2 separate regions of the Pan troglodytes genome follow, and region 2 is linked to region 1. Evidence: chromatin contacts called from public Hi-C data. All regions are on one chromosome and are shown on one strand. Each heading gives the region's core, a stretch centred on a gene start, on an enhancer-like site or on the middle of the called end of the contact. The rest is flanking DNA. Distances are from core to core; before and after follow the strand shown.

Evidence for each region. A called contact is a pair of places that touch in the nucleus more often than the background predicts.
Region 2: a Hi-C map of induced pluripotent stem cells shows a contact between it and region 1, with 1.9 times the contacts expected there. The contact joins two enhancer-like sites. A contact is called at or near these places in 3 of 7 Hi-C or Micro-C datasets (blood, induced pluripotent stem cells and stem cell-derived neural progenitor cells).

Annotation. Positions count from the first base shown.
Region 1 is chr2:174,784,498-174,787,963 of NHGRI_mPanTro3-v2.0_pri, forward strand. All of the region lies in intron 22 of PLD1 (phospholipase D1), which reads right to left. Among named protein-coding and RNA genes, the nearest start is that of PLD1, 170 kb to the right of the region's middle. Within about 2 kb of position 1,759, at least 4 of the 24 cell types and tissues checked have an H3K27ac peak or open chromatin away from gene starts, as enhancers often do. A contact at or near this core is called in induced pluripotent stem cells, where this site is marked.
Region 2 is chr2:174,968,652-174,972,295 of NHGRI_mPanTro3-v2.0_pri, forward strand. No RefSeq gene overlaps it. Among named protein-coding and RNA genes, the nearest start is that of PLD1, 14 kb to the left of the region's middle. Within about 2 kb of position 2,115, at least 2 of the 24 cell types and tissues checked have an H3K27ac peak or open chromatin away from gene starts, as enhancers often do. A contact at or near this core is called in induced pluripotent stem cells, where this site is marked.

The DNA.
Region 1 (3,466 bases), core at 509-3,008:
CTTTTCTGCTTCTGTTGGAATCTCAGTCTGCTCTTACCCTTTTACTGCCATTAACACCATTGGCTCCTCTGATTCTGAGGCCTTCAGACTTGGATGGGAATTACATAGCCAGCTTTCCTGGGTATCCAGCTTGCAGATTGTGGAAATTCTCAGCCTCCATAATTACTTGAGTCAATTCCTTATAATAAATCTTTTCACATATATATATGAAAGATAGATATATAAATATATAATATATAATATATAATTTTATATATTATTTATATATAGCACATAAAATATATATCTATACATATATTTATAATATATAATATATAAGTAATATGTAAATATATCATATATTATCTATATATAAATATTTTCATATAAATAAGATATATATGAATATATATTATATAGATGGATATATAAATATATATGTAAATTATATATTTATATATAATTTTTAATTTATATTTTATATATTATATAAAATATCTATATAAATTAGATATATTTATTTTTAATAGATAAATATTTTATTTAATACATAATAATATATATTTATATAACATATGATATATAATATATTCATATTATATATATAATATATATATTATATATTATATATAATACATATTCATATAATATATATTATATAAATATATAAACATATATTCATACATATATCCTTCATATATATGAAAAGATTTATTATGAGGAATTGGCTCAGGTAATTATGGAGGCTGATAAGTTATATTTATATAATTTCTCTCTCTCTCTCTCTCTCTCTATATATATATATATATATATATATATATCTCCTATTGGTTCTGTTTCTTGAGGGAACCCTGACTAATACAATGTCTTTAAAGGAATTTGTCCATCTATCTGGGCTAATTTGTTGGCATACAACTGTTCATAGTATTCTACACTCAATTTTATTTCTGTAAAGTCAGTAGTAATGTCCCCCCTTAGTTTCTGATTTTGGTACTTTGAATCTTCTCTATTTGTTACTTACTCAGTCCACCTAAAAGGTTTGGCAATTTTGTTGATCTTTTCAAAAAGCTAACTTTTGGTTTCACTAATTTTCTCTATTTTTTTCTATTATCTCATTTATTTCCCCTCCAATCTCTGTTATTTATTTTATTCTGCTTGCTTTAGGTTTAGTTTTCTCTTCTTTTTCTACTTTCCTAAAATGTAAGGTTAGGTTATTGATTTGAGATTTCTTATTTTCTATTAAATAATATAAATGTTTATAGTTATAAATTTCCCTGTAAGCATTGCTATAGCTGCCTCTCATAAGTTTGGATATGTTGTTTTCATTTTCATTCATCTCAAAATATTTTCTACTCTCCTTTGAAGTATCTTCTTTGATTCTTTGGTTATTTAGAAGTATGTTGTATAATTTCCACCTATCTGTGAATTCCCAACATTTCCTTTTGTTATTTATAATTTCATTCCATTGTGGTCAGAGAACATACTTTATACAATTCCTTAAATGCCTGTACCAAATGAGTTTCTTATACTTTACTGAGGGGCTCTGTGTATGTGTGTGAGGGCCACAGGCCTTACATGCTCAGGCATGCAGTTTATAACTCTGCCTTAGGCTTCACTTTCTGCTTCCACAGAGCCTCAAGGTCAGCCAGAGGTGAGAGCTTAGGGCCTTCTCAGTCCTTTCCTGAGCATGTGCATTGCCCTGGGCGTGCACACAGCCCTACACATACCCATGACCTTTCAGATTCCCAGGGATATGTTGGAAGTTTCTAGTGCCCACTAGGGGATCTCCTTCCTCAGCTTATCCTCTTAAGATTTTTAGTCAGCTTCTTGCTCACTCAACTGTTACTGCCTCTTCAGTCAGCTGCGATGCTAAATAAATGTTGCTGATTGTTTTTGATAAATACCAGGTTTTCTAAAAAGTCTACTTGCACTGAGCAAGGTCTGAGTCAGGTGAAATAAATATAAGTACTTAGAATGGGCGTTTAAAGGGAAGTGCCAGACAGGTCAAATAATGACAATGTGAGAACTGTGGGACATGGGAGCCTTAACCCTGATCTGCTCCCTCCAATGGCTGCTAGGCTGCTGGTTTTCACCCTGATTTGAGCAGCTGTTGGCTTTTAAGACTATCATGGAGCTGAGAAGAGGGAGATGGGTATATGGCAAGTTAAAATGCCACAAAGCTTGCTATTCTTACCAAGATTCAGCTGTTTTTCTTGATTAAACACTCCTTGGATTGTTACAAGCCTTTAGTTAATTTCTCCATCCAAAGAAGTTGATTGTGACAACTTTTGTCAGTATTTTTGTTGCTTTTATGTAGGACTATATTTTTGGAGATCCTTCCTCTGCCATTCCTGCTGATGTCCTAATTTCTTACTTTTAAGCTAAAAATATACAGACTTGGAAAGTCTATTATTTTCTACCCACATTCCAGTACATCATCCAGTGCACCCCATTTGGGAGGCTACCAGTATAAAATAAAATCTTCCTTCAAAAAACTCAATTGAGGTTTATATTCTATCTGAAGGTCATATCATGACCTTCACATGATTAGGATGAGTCCTTCTGCCTTTTCCAGACCTCCTGCGGCAGCTCCATTCTCTTGGTCCATTGGATTGAAACTCAGAATTAGCTGACGCTTCCCTTCCTCTCCTGCTTCCACATCCCCTCAAGTCTTCCCTCATAATCTTATCCACACATGACCCTCCTTTTCCATTACCAGTGCACCTTTGTCTCTTGCTTGCCACCATCTCTACCCTGTTTACCAACAGTAAATGAATCTTCATATAAACGTCAGTTTGATGAATTTGCTCCAGGGGCTCAGAGGGTTTCCACCAACCTCTTCTTGCCTTCTGGATAAAACCTAGCCTTCTTAGTGTGGCTGTCCACGTTTTCACAATCTGGACCCAACTTGAACTGGAAGTCATACAACTTGGGTTCTGATTCCAGCTTAGTTTGTATCGATACACAAAGATATAGAGCAAAGATATAGAGCACAGAGATATAGAGCAATATTGAGTGCCCACTATATGCTGAACCCATAGTTCAGGGAGCTATAGATAGGTAAACCCCTAGTTACAATATATTGTAGCCAAGAACTAGGTAGAAGAATCAATTAAGAACACATCTGAGGCTGCACATGGTGGCTCACACTTGTAATCCCAGCACTTTGGGAGGCTGTGGCGGGTGGATCACCTGAGGTCAGGAGTTCCAGACAGGCCTGGCCAACACGGTGAAACCTCGTCTCTACTAAAAATACAAAAAAATTAGTTGGGCATGGTGGCACACACCTGTAATCCCAGCTACTCGGGAGGCTGAGGCAAAAGAACTGCTTGAACCCAGGAGGCAGAGGTTGCAGTGAGCTGGGACCGTGCCATTGCACTCCAGCCTGGGCAACAAGAATGAAACCCAGTCTCAAAAAAAAAAAAAAAAAAAAAGACGTCTGTGAAAGTGTCTTTGAAAAGTATAAAAAATTGTATCCAGTAGATAA
Region 2 (3,644 bases), core at 865-3,364, 180 kb after region 1:
TAACCTGGACGTCAATAATTGAAAATGAGAATGGGCAAGATTGTGGTGCAGTCAGGTGGCAAAAACCTCAAAGAAGCAGGGTTTTTTACATAGGGATAGAAGGGTAGTCACTGAGAAACAAGACTGTGAATTTAGGATTATTCCCACACTGCCTCCAGACCACATGGTATTGTTCCAGTATCCTCATGATGAAGCAGGAGCTCCCAGAGGGGTCCAGGGAACTCACCCATCCAAGGACTAGAGTAGCACTGCTCCAAGTATTGCAGAGCTGGAAGCCCAGTTTGATTTTTGAGATAGCATCAAAGGCAGAACCAAAAGCAAAAGACAGGCAAACAATCAGAACAGCTGATTTAAAGGGGCTAGAGGGAGAGGCAGGATTAAAATATTGGGTCACAGTTTGAAATAACGAATAATGGGCCAGAACAGGCATATAGTGGTGAATAGAAGAATGAGTGGTTGTATTGGGTCTGAAATTTAACATTCCATGAAATGTATTTATTGGTTCCTCTTTCACAGCCGGATTCCCCCTCAAAGCGTCTTAAGAACTACAAGCAGAGACACAAGGCCTCACCACTATTTACGACAAAAACAGAAAAAAGGAGATGAGGAGGGACAAGTAGTTCATTTTGTGTAGTGGCGTTGAGGAACCCTCAAAAAACAAAAAACAACTTGCACAACTTTCCTAGGTTTACCAACAGATGAGCAGACAGCAGGAAATCTCATGGAGCTTCAAGGTGGAAGCTTGGGAGGCTTAAGGTTGCTTGCTTAAGGTTTTTAATTCTTTTGTTGGACATAGTCTGACATAAAAAGCCCAGGCGAAAGTGCCTGCTGTCAGAGCCTTACTCATCCTGGAGGTGAAAGGTCTTTGTTCTTCATCCATCAGAGGAACCTCCCATCCCACCTTCTTCACACTCTGGGTCCTGCCTTGGCACATAAATTACACTTGGTATCGTACATCTGGGTCCCATTCCAGCCAACTTAATCTTAACATTTTTAGAGAATGCCCTTCGCTGTCCTCATGGGCACTTTACCAAGGTGACTTTCTTTTATATATTGTGCGAATATCTGTAACTTACCCATAAAATAATGTTTCCATAAATTTAACAAATACGTATTGTGCTGCTTTTTTTTCCTTTATAACTTTTGCATGTAAGCAAGCCAAACTCATAAACAGAAAGGTCGCAACATTTTTAAACTGAAGATGAAATCATCTTAAAGTGTTGTTGGCAAAAAGAGGGGTAAGCTTTGATGCGCTGAAGATTGAGGAACTGTGCTATCTCACGATGGCATGCTTCCAGCAGACTGCAGTGAATGGCACAGCATTGCAGGAGCACAAGCCACATGGTATTGTTCTGCAACAGGTTCAGGATGAGAAGCTTGTTTAGAGGACAAAGGAACACAGGCTCCAGAGGCGTATTGGTCGGGGTTCTCCAGGGGGACAGAACTAATACGATATATGTATGTATGACAGGGTATTTATTAGGGAGAATTGGCTCACATGATAACAAGGCAAAGTCACACAATTGGCTGTCTGCAAGCTGGGGAAGAAAGAAGCCAGTAGTAACTCAGTCCAAGTTCGAAAGCCTCAAACCAGGGAAGCCAACAGTGCAGCCTTCAGTCTGTGGCTGAAGGCCCGAGAGCCCCCAGCAAGTCACCGGTGCAAGTCCCCAGAGTCCAAAGGCTGAAGAACCTGGAGTTTGATATCCAAGGGCAGGAGGAGCAGAAGGAAGCATCCAGCATGGGAAAAAGAAGGAAGCCAGAAGACCCAGCAAGCAAGGTCATCCCACCTTTTTCCACCTGCTCTGTTGTAGCCTCTCTGGCAGCCGATTGGATGGTGCCCACCCACATTGAGGGTGGATCTTCCTCTCCTAGTCCACCGGCTGAAATGACAATCTCCTCTGGCAACACCCTCACAGACACACCCAGAAACAATACTTCACCAGCAACCTAGGCATCTTTCAATTCACTCAAGTTGACACCTAATATTAACTACCGCGAGAGTTAATATAAAGCTCCCGCCTAAGTTAGCAAGGGGAGCTGATGAGTAAGAGGGGACAAAATACACAGCACATGCGAGGATGAGTAATTGGTGCATCCGCACTGGGGAGTAGGCTGAGAATAACCGGGAAGTTGGGCACGGTGGGAGTTAATTGGCAGGAATTGTTAATAGCTCTGAGGTGCTGTGAAGAGTTATTTCCATGCAGGGGCAAACTGTGGCTGCCGGTGGTATCAAAGGCCTGTGGGTGCTAGCAGGTTGTAGTGCTCTTTGCCGAGAATGTTCCTCAACTTCCTTGCTTTTGTTTGCTTATTGTTTGTTTTTAATCCAAGTTCAGGAGAAAGGGGAGGAAGGAACTGGGCAGGAAAGGCAAATATGAAGGTGGAAAGGATTTAGGCAGAGATGCTCAGCTCATCTACATGATAAAGATCTAGGAGAGTGAGGAAAGGAGAGGAAGAAAAATGTACATAGGAATAGGATAGAGGGAAAGTGTTAAAGTGTGGGGCCAAGAGGATCCAGAGTGGTGTCAGGAGAGGGCTTGAGCCCCTTATTGCTTGGAGTATGAATTGGATCCCACTTTACGGTCATCATGTTATGTAAATTTCAAAACTTATCTTTTCAAATGACGCTTGTGGTCGTTGCACTGTGACTGACTATGATTGTGTAAACTGAGCCGCATAGAGCTCCAGGATTTCTTGGATTTCACAATGTTGTTGGAAAAGTTACTACAGTGGGAATTCCAGATGAAGTCCGGGGAAGGCATGTGTTGTGTGTTGTTGTTTCTTTCAGTGTCATATGGGAATTAGTAAGGCTCTTCAGTGACTTCAGGAAATCTGACCTCTAAAGAGATTATTTTTCAACTTGTTGAAGAAAAGGCTTGCTTGTGATTTGTAGACACATAAAAGAAAACAAACAGAAAAATGAGATGCACAAGCAGCCAGTTTGCAAAAGAAAAAATAAAATGACAAATTCATAAATAAATAAGTAAGTGCCCCACGGGGAGTTTAGAAACATAACAATAAAGCACAATAAAATAACATTTTTTAATGTATTAAATCTAAATACTTTTTTTTCTCTTAATGATAAGACCTTTTTTAGTGAGCACAGAGTGAGGGAAAGCAGGCAGGTGTGTTCGTTGTTGGGAAGAGTTAAACATTTTTCAGGATAATTTGGCAAATACATATCAATACATTCAAACTTTTTTTCTTATCCTTTAGCCTAGAAATTCCAATTGTAGGATTTTTATCCTAAGGTAAAAATTATGGATTTATTTTAAAAATTAAGACTATTAATTCTAATATGATCTGTAATCACAAAAAATAGAAATGACATAAAAATCTTATAATCATGTTTACCTAAATTATTGTACAACTAAATAGTAAAATACTATAAAGTTATTAAGATAATGTTTTTGAATGATAGTTACTAATGTGAAAAAAGTAACCAAAATTTAAACTTAGATTCTAAAATCAAGATGCAAAACCTGATTGGCCTGGGCCTGAGAATTGCTGTGCAAGACTAAGCAAAGTCTTCCCTTTCAATCATCTTTATGGCCACGGAGTTAGATTGATATAAAAAGTCTTCCGAGGAAAAACATTTCCGCCACATCCACATCTGGGTTCAGGTACGACAGATATGTCCAGCAGAC